Linked DNA regions of Sus scrofa: region 2 is linked to region 1. Evidence: chromatin contacts called from public targeted proximity ligation data. All regions are on one chromosome and are shown on one strand. The core of a region is the stretch at or near the end of the contact, and the rest is flanking DNA. Distances in the headings are between cores, read along the strand shown. Region 1 overlaps CNOT2 (CCR4-NOT transcription complex subunit 2). Region 2 overlaps PTPRB (receptor-type tyrosine-protein phosphatase beta).

Region 1 (4,434 bases), core at 578-3,077:
TTACACATATTTTGGACCTGAAATGCCAGTTTTTTATTTCCAAAAGAATGATACAAAAAGAAGATATTTTGTCTACTAATTTGGGTATTCAGTTTCATTCAGCCAGGCAGTAAAATTCTTTTAAATCCTAGCAGGGGTAGGAAGAAAGTGTTGCCTATACATTGCATTAGGGAGGCTAATTTAGGCTAATTAGGGAAGCTAACGATTATGATGGTGATTCTAGTGTTTGCTAGTTTTACTGACAAGCAGATAACTTCTTTAGTTAACACTAAAAAAGTGAACCTTTTGAAAGTCATCACAGCGTGTCTTTATAAACATTTGGACTAAATTTTTTTAACATTTCTGGATAGGGGTGTAATTTTAAAAGTATTCTTTAAAAAAGAGTATGTTATAGTAGAAAAAATGGCTATCACAGAGGTCTGATCCTAATCATAGACCTGCCACTTATTGTATGACTTGGGCAAGTTACTAATTTTCCTCTGATGCAAAATGAAGATAATGACATCGACTTTACAGAGTTACAAAGATGAGACTAAAATTAGCTGTGTCTCTAGTTTTGACACATATTAGGCTTTGATAAATTATACCTGCTATTTCTTTAATTGTTAATATCCTTAAATTTTAAATACTTGGTTTTATATCTCAAAATTTAATCACGATGACCTATGTTTTCATTTTAATTTAATAATAAAATTGCCACTGAACTTAATAATGGAAAGTCTATTATGGGATTTTAAGTAAGACAGATAAAATATGCTAAGTTGTGATGCTAACCTTACTTGTTGGCTTTAATACATAGCACATGCTAAGGTTCATGTTTTAAATGAGATTAACTAAGATAGTTTGTGCTACTTGAATTCAGTTTGTAGAATCAATAATTTTAGAACCTCTAGCTTTTGGGATTTACAAAGGTATGTTTTTTGGTTTTTTTAATATACAAAAAAGTCATATTCTGCATCTCTTGATCTTGGGAAAGTATCAAGAAAAAATTACTTCACCATTCTTAAATTTTAAAACTTATGTAGTGTTTTGAAAATTTAATTTAAAAAAGCTGTGTAGTTCATCTTCAAATCTACAAAACCACTGTCTAGTTTGGGGTGACTGTTAAAGCTTTTCAAGGTTTTAGGTTTGTGAAATCGGAAGTCGAGAGACATGTGAGTTTTCAGTTCATTGTTTTCCCCAGACAATGAGTTTAGGACAACATTAATGTTTGCTTTTTCTTTTTTTTATTTATTTTTTTTAATTTTTATTTATTTATTTATTTTTTAGGACATGCAATAAGATAAATTGGAAAATCCTTTATTCCTAAATTTTTTTCATGGAAAAAAGTAAATTTTTAAGTTTATATTTCATTGAAGGTAGTTTTAAGATAACTTCCAATGCTTTTTATTAGTGATACAGCAGTGGTCCCTTCAGATTTTATTTTTGAGCCAAAAAAATGCAGAGTTTCAGTGTCATAGATGTTCATGACTAGTCTATGATGTTTATACACAAAGTCTACATTTTTGTACTTGCCAGATAGAAACTATACAGCACATTATTTTTCTTTTCCAAGCTGTATTTTACTTAGAAAAAGAGTTGGTATATCTCTGTTCATTCTCAGACATGTAGATATTTTATTTGTTCATAAATAATAAAATATATTTTGACAAAAATCTGAGATCAGAGGGAGAGGAAATCATCTAAATTTTTAAATTTGGTTTTATAGGAGTTCCATCTGGAATATGACAAATTAGAAGAACGGCCTCACCTGCCATCCACCTTCAACTACAACCCTGCTCAGCAAGCCTTCTAAAAAAAAAGACTTCCCTTTTCTTGGGGTATGGCTGTCTCAGCACAATACTCAACATAACTGCAGAACTGATGTGGCTCAGGCACCCTGGTTTTAATTCCTTGAGGATCTGGCAATTGGCTTACGCAAAGGGTCACCATTTGAGGTCCTGCCTTACTAATTATGTGCTGCCCAACAACTAAATTTGTCATTTGTTTTTCTCTAGTTCGAGCAGGGTCTGAATTTTTTCATTTATTTTCTTTTTTTGCCAGCAAACAGACTTGGGTCTGTAAAAACAAGCAAGTACACTGACAGAAGTTTACCATTTAGTTTTGAAAATGTAAAAAAGAAAACCCACAAGAGACTCAACAAAATTAGACCACAAAATTTGCATTGTTCATTGTAGCACTATTGGTAATAAAATAACAAATGTTTGTGCATTTTTATGTGAAGATCCTTCTCGTATTTCATTTGGAAAGATGAGCAAGGTCTGCTTCCTTCATTTTACTTCCCCTTCTGTTTTTGAAAGGCAGTTTCGCCAAGCTTAACGCAAGAGTATCTGACTGTTTAGAAGAAAGATATTGCCACAACCTCTGGTTGGTTTCCAGGGTTGTGTTATTACTGAGCTTCATCTTTCCAGAATGAGCAAAACACTGTCCAGTCTTTGTTACGATTTTGTAATAAATGTGTACATTTTTTTTAAATTTTTGGACATCACATGAATAAAGGTATGTATGTACGAATGTGTATATATTATATATATGACATCTATTTTGGAAAATGTTTGCCCTGCTGTACCTCATTTTTAGGAGGTGTGCATGGATGCAATATATGAAAATGGGACATTCTGGAACTGCTGGTCAGGGGACTTTGTCGCCCTGTGCACTAAAGGGCCAGATTTTCAGCAGCCAAGGACATCCATACCCAAGTGAATGTGATGGGACTTAAAGAAGTGAACTGAGACAATTCACTCTGGCTGTTTGAACAGCAGCGTTTCATAGGAAGAGAAAAAAAGATCAATCTTGTATTTTCTGACCACATAAAGGCTTCTTCTCTTTGTAATAAAGTAGAAAAGCTCTCCTCACTGCAGTGTTGACTTTGATTTGAAATTGTGGAATTACTTCTTCAACATGAAAAATAGAGGAAAAAGCTTAAAGTTTTACAACTGAATGGTGTGACTGAACAATTTAAAACGTAGTAGTCTTCTTTTCAGCTTTTGATGGGTCATTTAATGGAACCATATACCATTTAGGTTAAAATGTAGACATTCTTAATATTAACCAAGTTCAAAACAGGGAAAACTATTTTCTAAATTATGGCAACGTTAGAAATAAAACTTCTTGAACACTCTTGACACCCAATCAGATTACTTTTGTGAGAAGTATATGAGAAGTTTCTTGATAAACCTTTGAGGTATATCTTAAGTGATGTATAAGTTAAAGTAAGCCAAAGAGGAGTAGGATAGACTTTCCCTTCAGTTTTTTGGCTGGCCTGGGTATTTCATACAAAGTTGATGGCTTCTTTTACATCTAAAGACAAATACTGGGAGTTCCCATCGTGGCGCAGTGGTTAAAGAATCTGACTAGAAACCATGAGGTTGCGGGTTCAATCCCTGGCCTTGCTCAGTGAGTTAAGGATCCGGCGTTGCTGTGAGCTGTTGTGTAGGTTGCAGACACGGCTCAGATCCCGCGTTGCTGTGGCTGTGGTGTAGCCTGGTGGCTACAGCTCTGATTAGACTCCTAGCCTGGGAAGCTCCATATGCCGCGGGAGCAGCCCTAGAAAAGACAAAAAAAAAGAGACAAATACTGTATTTTAAAAAGTTTGAAGACTGAAGCTGTGAAAGCAGAACTAGAGATAGAAGTTTTTTTAAAAAAATAATGAGTTCTGATTCTTTAAATTTTTATTTTTAACCTATTTTTCTATGAAGAGTGAAAGTTGTTGACATTTACCAAATCATGTTTGAAAATGAAACACTTATGACCTTGCTTTGTTTGTACATCAGTAATATAAAGTGACTTAAGAAATTTATGTTTTTTTATGTTCTGAGGATTTTTAATCTTTCAAACTTAAACCAAAGCATCTCTTCTGTAGGAAAAAAAGAGCACTTACGTAATTATAGTTTGACTTTTGTGCCAAAAACCTTCACAACACACCACATTTGAGGTAAACTAGAGTCAAATCCTAGAAACAAACATTACCTTTTTTCATAATAATTTACTTGGTAAAATGTACCTTTTCCTACATAATCATAAGAAACAGGTGGAAAGAATAAAAGAAAATGGAAAGAGATCTTTATTCTTAGAAGTATAAACATAACAGTATAAAGTGTCACCATCATCGTGATTAGTACTGTGTGAATGACTCAGGAAAACAAGATAGCTCATATCTAGTGGTTTGTCTTGGCTCTAGTTCTTTGTTTTAATGCCATATTCAAAGTTTTAAGCACACACCTTTCCGGTTTTCTGAAATCATCAAAATAATAACTTGTTAATAATAGAAATTACCATACGCTTGACTTCAAATCCAAGTTTTAAAATTCTATCGAAATCTCAAATACTATATTAAACTCTTTCATGTAACACAATTATAGTTCTTGGTTTTATAACGTGGTTATACATGTATAGAAGTTGATCTAAACCAATATTTCATATTTTCTTAGATTT
Region 2 (4,434 bases), core at 1,431-3,930, 140 kb after region 1:
GTCATGCAGCAGGAGAGACTGTTTTAGCTATAAAGAAGAACTTCCTGAGACCAAGCGTGAGTTGGTCTCACTGGTTACGTGAAAGGCTGGGCAGATAATGGTATCAAGGAACAATGTGCTAAAAAATAATGCTGCTCTCAGCATATTGGAGATATTCTGAATCGTGCAGTGCAGAGGTTAAAGTTTCAGGAATCCCAGCTTGGCTATTTTGGGCAAGTTACATAATTTCTTGGTGCCTCAAATCTGCACCTTTAAAATGGGGATGCTAATAGTATTTACCTCAAAAGATTGTAGTGGGGATTGGTTAAATTATTCTAAGTATAATGCTTAAAACTGCAGCTCTGCAGAGAGAGTAAAGAGTCAATATTAGCTACTATTATTACTCAAGCTTTCCCACTAACACACTAGAGATATTTCTTTCATAAATTTATGTAAACCTTTTTAAGTCAACATTTTTTTTTTTTTTTTTGTCTTTTTGCCTTTTCTAGGGCCGCTTCCCAGGCTAGGGGTCTAATCGGAGCTGTAGCCACTGGCCTACGCCAGAGCCACAGCAATGTGGGATCCAAGTCATGTCTGCGACCTACACCACAGCTCATGGCAATGCCGGATCCTTAACCCACTGAGCAAGGCCACCGGATCCTTAACCCACTGAGCAAGGCCAGGGGTCAAACCCACAACCTCATGGTTCCTAGTTGGATTTGTTAACCACTGCACCACGACGGGAACTCCTAAATCAACATTTTTTATCATGTAAAAGCAACATATAACAACAAAAGGGGGGAAAGCACCTACAATCTCACTACTTTGATCCCACTACTAGTCATTGTTAATACTTCAATATTTTTTCTTCTAGTCTTTTTTTCCCTCTGCATTCTATGTATAAATTTCATGTATACATTCCCACTTATGACTGAAAGCCTTTTGTACCTGCTTCTATTTTGGCTTGTGCAAATTCTTGACTGGAATGTTTTTTACTCACTTTTTTATTTTGGTTGCACTTGTAGCATGTGGAAGTTCCCAGGCCAGAGATTGAGCCTGAGCCATGGTGGTGACAATGCCAAGTCTTAACCACTAGGCCATAACTCCTTTCACCCACTATTTTTATTTTTACTATTTATATATATATATATATATATTTTTTTTTTTAGGGCTGCACCCATGGCATATGGAGGTTCCCAGGCTAGGGGTCGAACTGGAGCTGGATCTGCCAGCCTACACCACAGGCACAGCAATGCCAGATCCAAGCCCTGTCTGTGACCTATACCACAGCTCATGGCAATGCCGGATTCTTAACCCACTGAGTGAGCCCAGGGATTGAACCCATGTCCTCAGAGATCCCAGTCAGGTTCGTTACCACAGAGCCACAATGGGAACTCCCTTACCCACTATTTTAATAAATAATTTAATAAATCATTTTTAAAAATCTGGTACTTCTACATTCTTTTCAAGATTAAGTCCTTTTCAGTCCATTCTCCTTCAAAAGTTCTGCAATTTCTCTAATCCACATTAATCCATAATCATATAAAGATTACATTCCAAGTGAAAATAACTGCTCCCCCCATCATCAGCCAAGTCCCCAGATCTCCCCACTAAAGGCTCTTGTAGGTGACAGGGTGGTTGGTGGACCATGTGGGTGGATGGAAAGGTTAGCCTTACCTGACTCAGTGGTGATGGGCAAAGAGAAAAATGTGTCTGAATAGAGTGGCTTTGTGAATTCCTTCAGGTTCTCATCAAACAGCTGGGTAAAAGCCCGGATGCTGATTCTGAAAAGGAAAGCAATTTCTTTAACGGCATTGTCGTGGCTGACCACAGTAGCGCTGCCTGGAGAATGTTTTCAAGGAGGAACAGGCTGATCACCTGGTCATATGTTTGTCAGGTACAATGTGAGTTATGAAATCAGATAGACCTGGGTTCATGCATTCATTCATGCATTCTTCAGCCCTTCCTGTGTGCCCGTCCCTGTCCAGGAACTGGATAAACTGCAAAGAATAAGTCTCTATCATCTCGAGGTTGCGTTCTCTAGTGTTGAAAGTCAGACAATAAACACACAAATATGATGTGCCAGGTGGTGATATGTACATGAAAAAGATTAGACCAGAGTAAGGGAGATGGAAAGCAGTGGGGACAGGGTAAGTGGGACTGCCTTATTCAGTGTGGCCAGTGAAGGTCTCTTGACAAGACATTTGCACAGAAATCTGCAGACAGGGAGGAGCCAGGCCTGCCGTCTAGGCAGAGGGAACAGCAGTGGGAAAGGCATTGAGAGGAGGGACCAGATAGGCCCAGCCTGAGGAGGAGAAGGGTGGTCCTCAGATGTGAGCTCAGGTCATCTGAAAGAACTCTGGCATCACCGAGAGAAATGGGGAGCCAGACTGGGGAAAGGGGAGCAGCCCTGCCTGGGCTGTGTGGGATTTACAGTGACACTGAGACATGGATTTAGAACTCTTCAGCTGACATTTGGAATTAATTCCAAATGGTCAAGAGAGCTGCTGAGGCGGTTGTCCACGTGGGATGGTGCCTGGAGATCAGCTGGCTCTCAATTTGATAAACAGGGAAATGCAGCTATTTAAAAGACTGAGCTGTAACCTCAGCCTGGATAAAAAGCCTACTGTCCCCAGCCTAGGACCTAGGTCTCATGTTCTCTGGGTGAGTCAGGCCCAGGCTAGAGAGCTGCACTAGTGTCTTGGGGCTCTATCTTAGGAAGCATTAGAGATCATTTGAGATGATGGACCAGGATGACGACAGAGAAGTCTTAGAAGAACGAGATCATTGCCTTCAGATTTAAAGAAGCTGCCTTCTAGAAGAGGAAATAGACATGATGACTTTTCTTTTTGAATGCAGAACTAAGCTCACGAGGCTGAAGTCATGGGGCAGTGTGGTTTAGGAACATAAAATCACTTCCTAACATCTAGAGTCTGAGCTGCCTCTTAGGTAGTGATCTCCTAGTCATGGATGGGGTTTAAGCAGAGACTGGAGGGGAACAAGCTCTCAGGAAAGCTGGAGGAGAGCAGCTTAACTTAAAGACTGGCTTGGGTGACCTCTTGAGGTCATTCTATGCTGAAGACTTTAAGACTGTAGGTTTACTGATAGAGTATCAGGCTTGGTTTACTTGGGAAAACTTTTTCTAGTTTAATTAATTAATTAGTATTTTTTTATGGCTGCACCTATGGCACATGGAAGTTCCTGGGGCAGGGACTGAATCCAAGCCACAACTGCAACCTATGCCACAGCTGTGGCAACACCAGATCTTTTAACCCATTGTATCAGGCCAGGATCAAACCCACACCTCTGCAGCAACCCCAGCCACTGCAGTCGGATTCTTAATCCCCTGTGCCACAACAGAAACTCCTTTAGTATTAATTTAAATCATACGAAAGTGGGAGTTCCCATTGTGGCTCAGTGGTAATGAAACCGACTAGGATCCATGAGGACATGGGTTCGATTCCTGGCCCTGCTCAGTGGGTTAGAGGATATGGTGTTGCTGTGAGCTGTGGGGTAGGTGTCACATGTGGCTCAGATCTTTCGTGGCTGTGGCTGTGGCCAGCAGCTGCAGCTGTGATTCAACCCCTAGCCTAGCAACTTCCATATGTGGCAGGTGTAGCCCTAAAAAGCAAAAAAAAAGAAACAAAACAAAACAAAACAAAAAACAAAAACAAAAAACTATATCTCTACATCTATATATATATATCTCATATGAAAGTGAAATGGAAGACTTTTTTTCGTTAAAAAAAATCTATATTTGCTTAACCCAAAACTATTTGGGCATGTGCTGATGTATTACCAGGCCAGGACAAATTGTTCTGACTTTTGCCCTCACCTTCTAACTCATGCTTGGGCCCAAGTATAATTCCTCAATATCATTAACATGATACTGATCCACCATACCTATAATTTCCATCTCTAAAGGAACCTCCCAAGTCAAAAGCTGTACTTCCAGGAAACGCAGACTGTGGATGGAAAGCTTGTGAGATGTTCCCAAAGGGAAACAAGCAGTCAACACATGTTAAGTGGGAGGGAGGAGTTGGTGTGTGTTGCTGATGTATTGTATCTTTGGACAAAGAAAGAGTCTTCCAACGAAAAGAGTTTCTTTCACTTGTAGAGTGCTCTGTAAGTGTGAAGATCTTTCACAAACATGATTCTCTCTGACCATCTCCGACCTCTCTAATCTAAGAAGTGTATTAGCTTCAGAGATTTGGAAGCTGAAGCTTGGGGAGATTCTGTGTCTCACTGAAGACCTTAGAGAAAACTGACGAAAGAAAGTCAGACTCAGTATTTTCTAATTCTTAGTCCAGATCTCTTTCTCTTATTTCCTCTTGGCTGAATTAAACCACTTTGGTTTAACAACAGTGACTCATATTGGAAAGACAGAGAAAAGAGCCTGAGCTAGGAAGCAGTGGGGCTGAGGTCTAGCTCTCACTGCCACTGATTAGTTCTTGA

What was found.
Region 2: a contact with region 1 is called in a targeted proximity ligation map of alveolar macrophages. A contact is called at or near these places in 1 of 47 Hi-C or Micro-C datasets (epiblast stem cells) and 1 of 2 datasets of targeted methods (alveolar macrophages).

Annotation. Positions count from the first base shown.
Region 1 is chr5:34,546,459-34,550,892 of Sscrofa11.1, forward strand. CNOT2 (CCR4-NOT transcription complex subunit 2) reads left to right here. Exons shown (of 15, transcript NM_001243417.1): 15 at 1,709-2,510. The coding sequence ends at 1,795. Among named protein-coding and RNA genes, the nearest start is that of KCNMB4, 13 kb to the right of the region's middle.
Region 2 is chr5:34,684,356-34,688,789 of Sscrofa11.1, forward strand. It overlaps PTPRB (receptor-type tyrosine-protein phosphatase beta), which reads right to left. Exons shown (of 33, transcript XM_021091989.1): 21 at 1,657-1,763. Among named protein-coding and RNA genes, the nearest start is that of PTPRB, 110 kb to the right of the region's middle.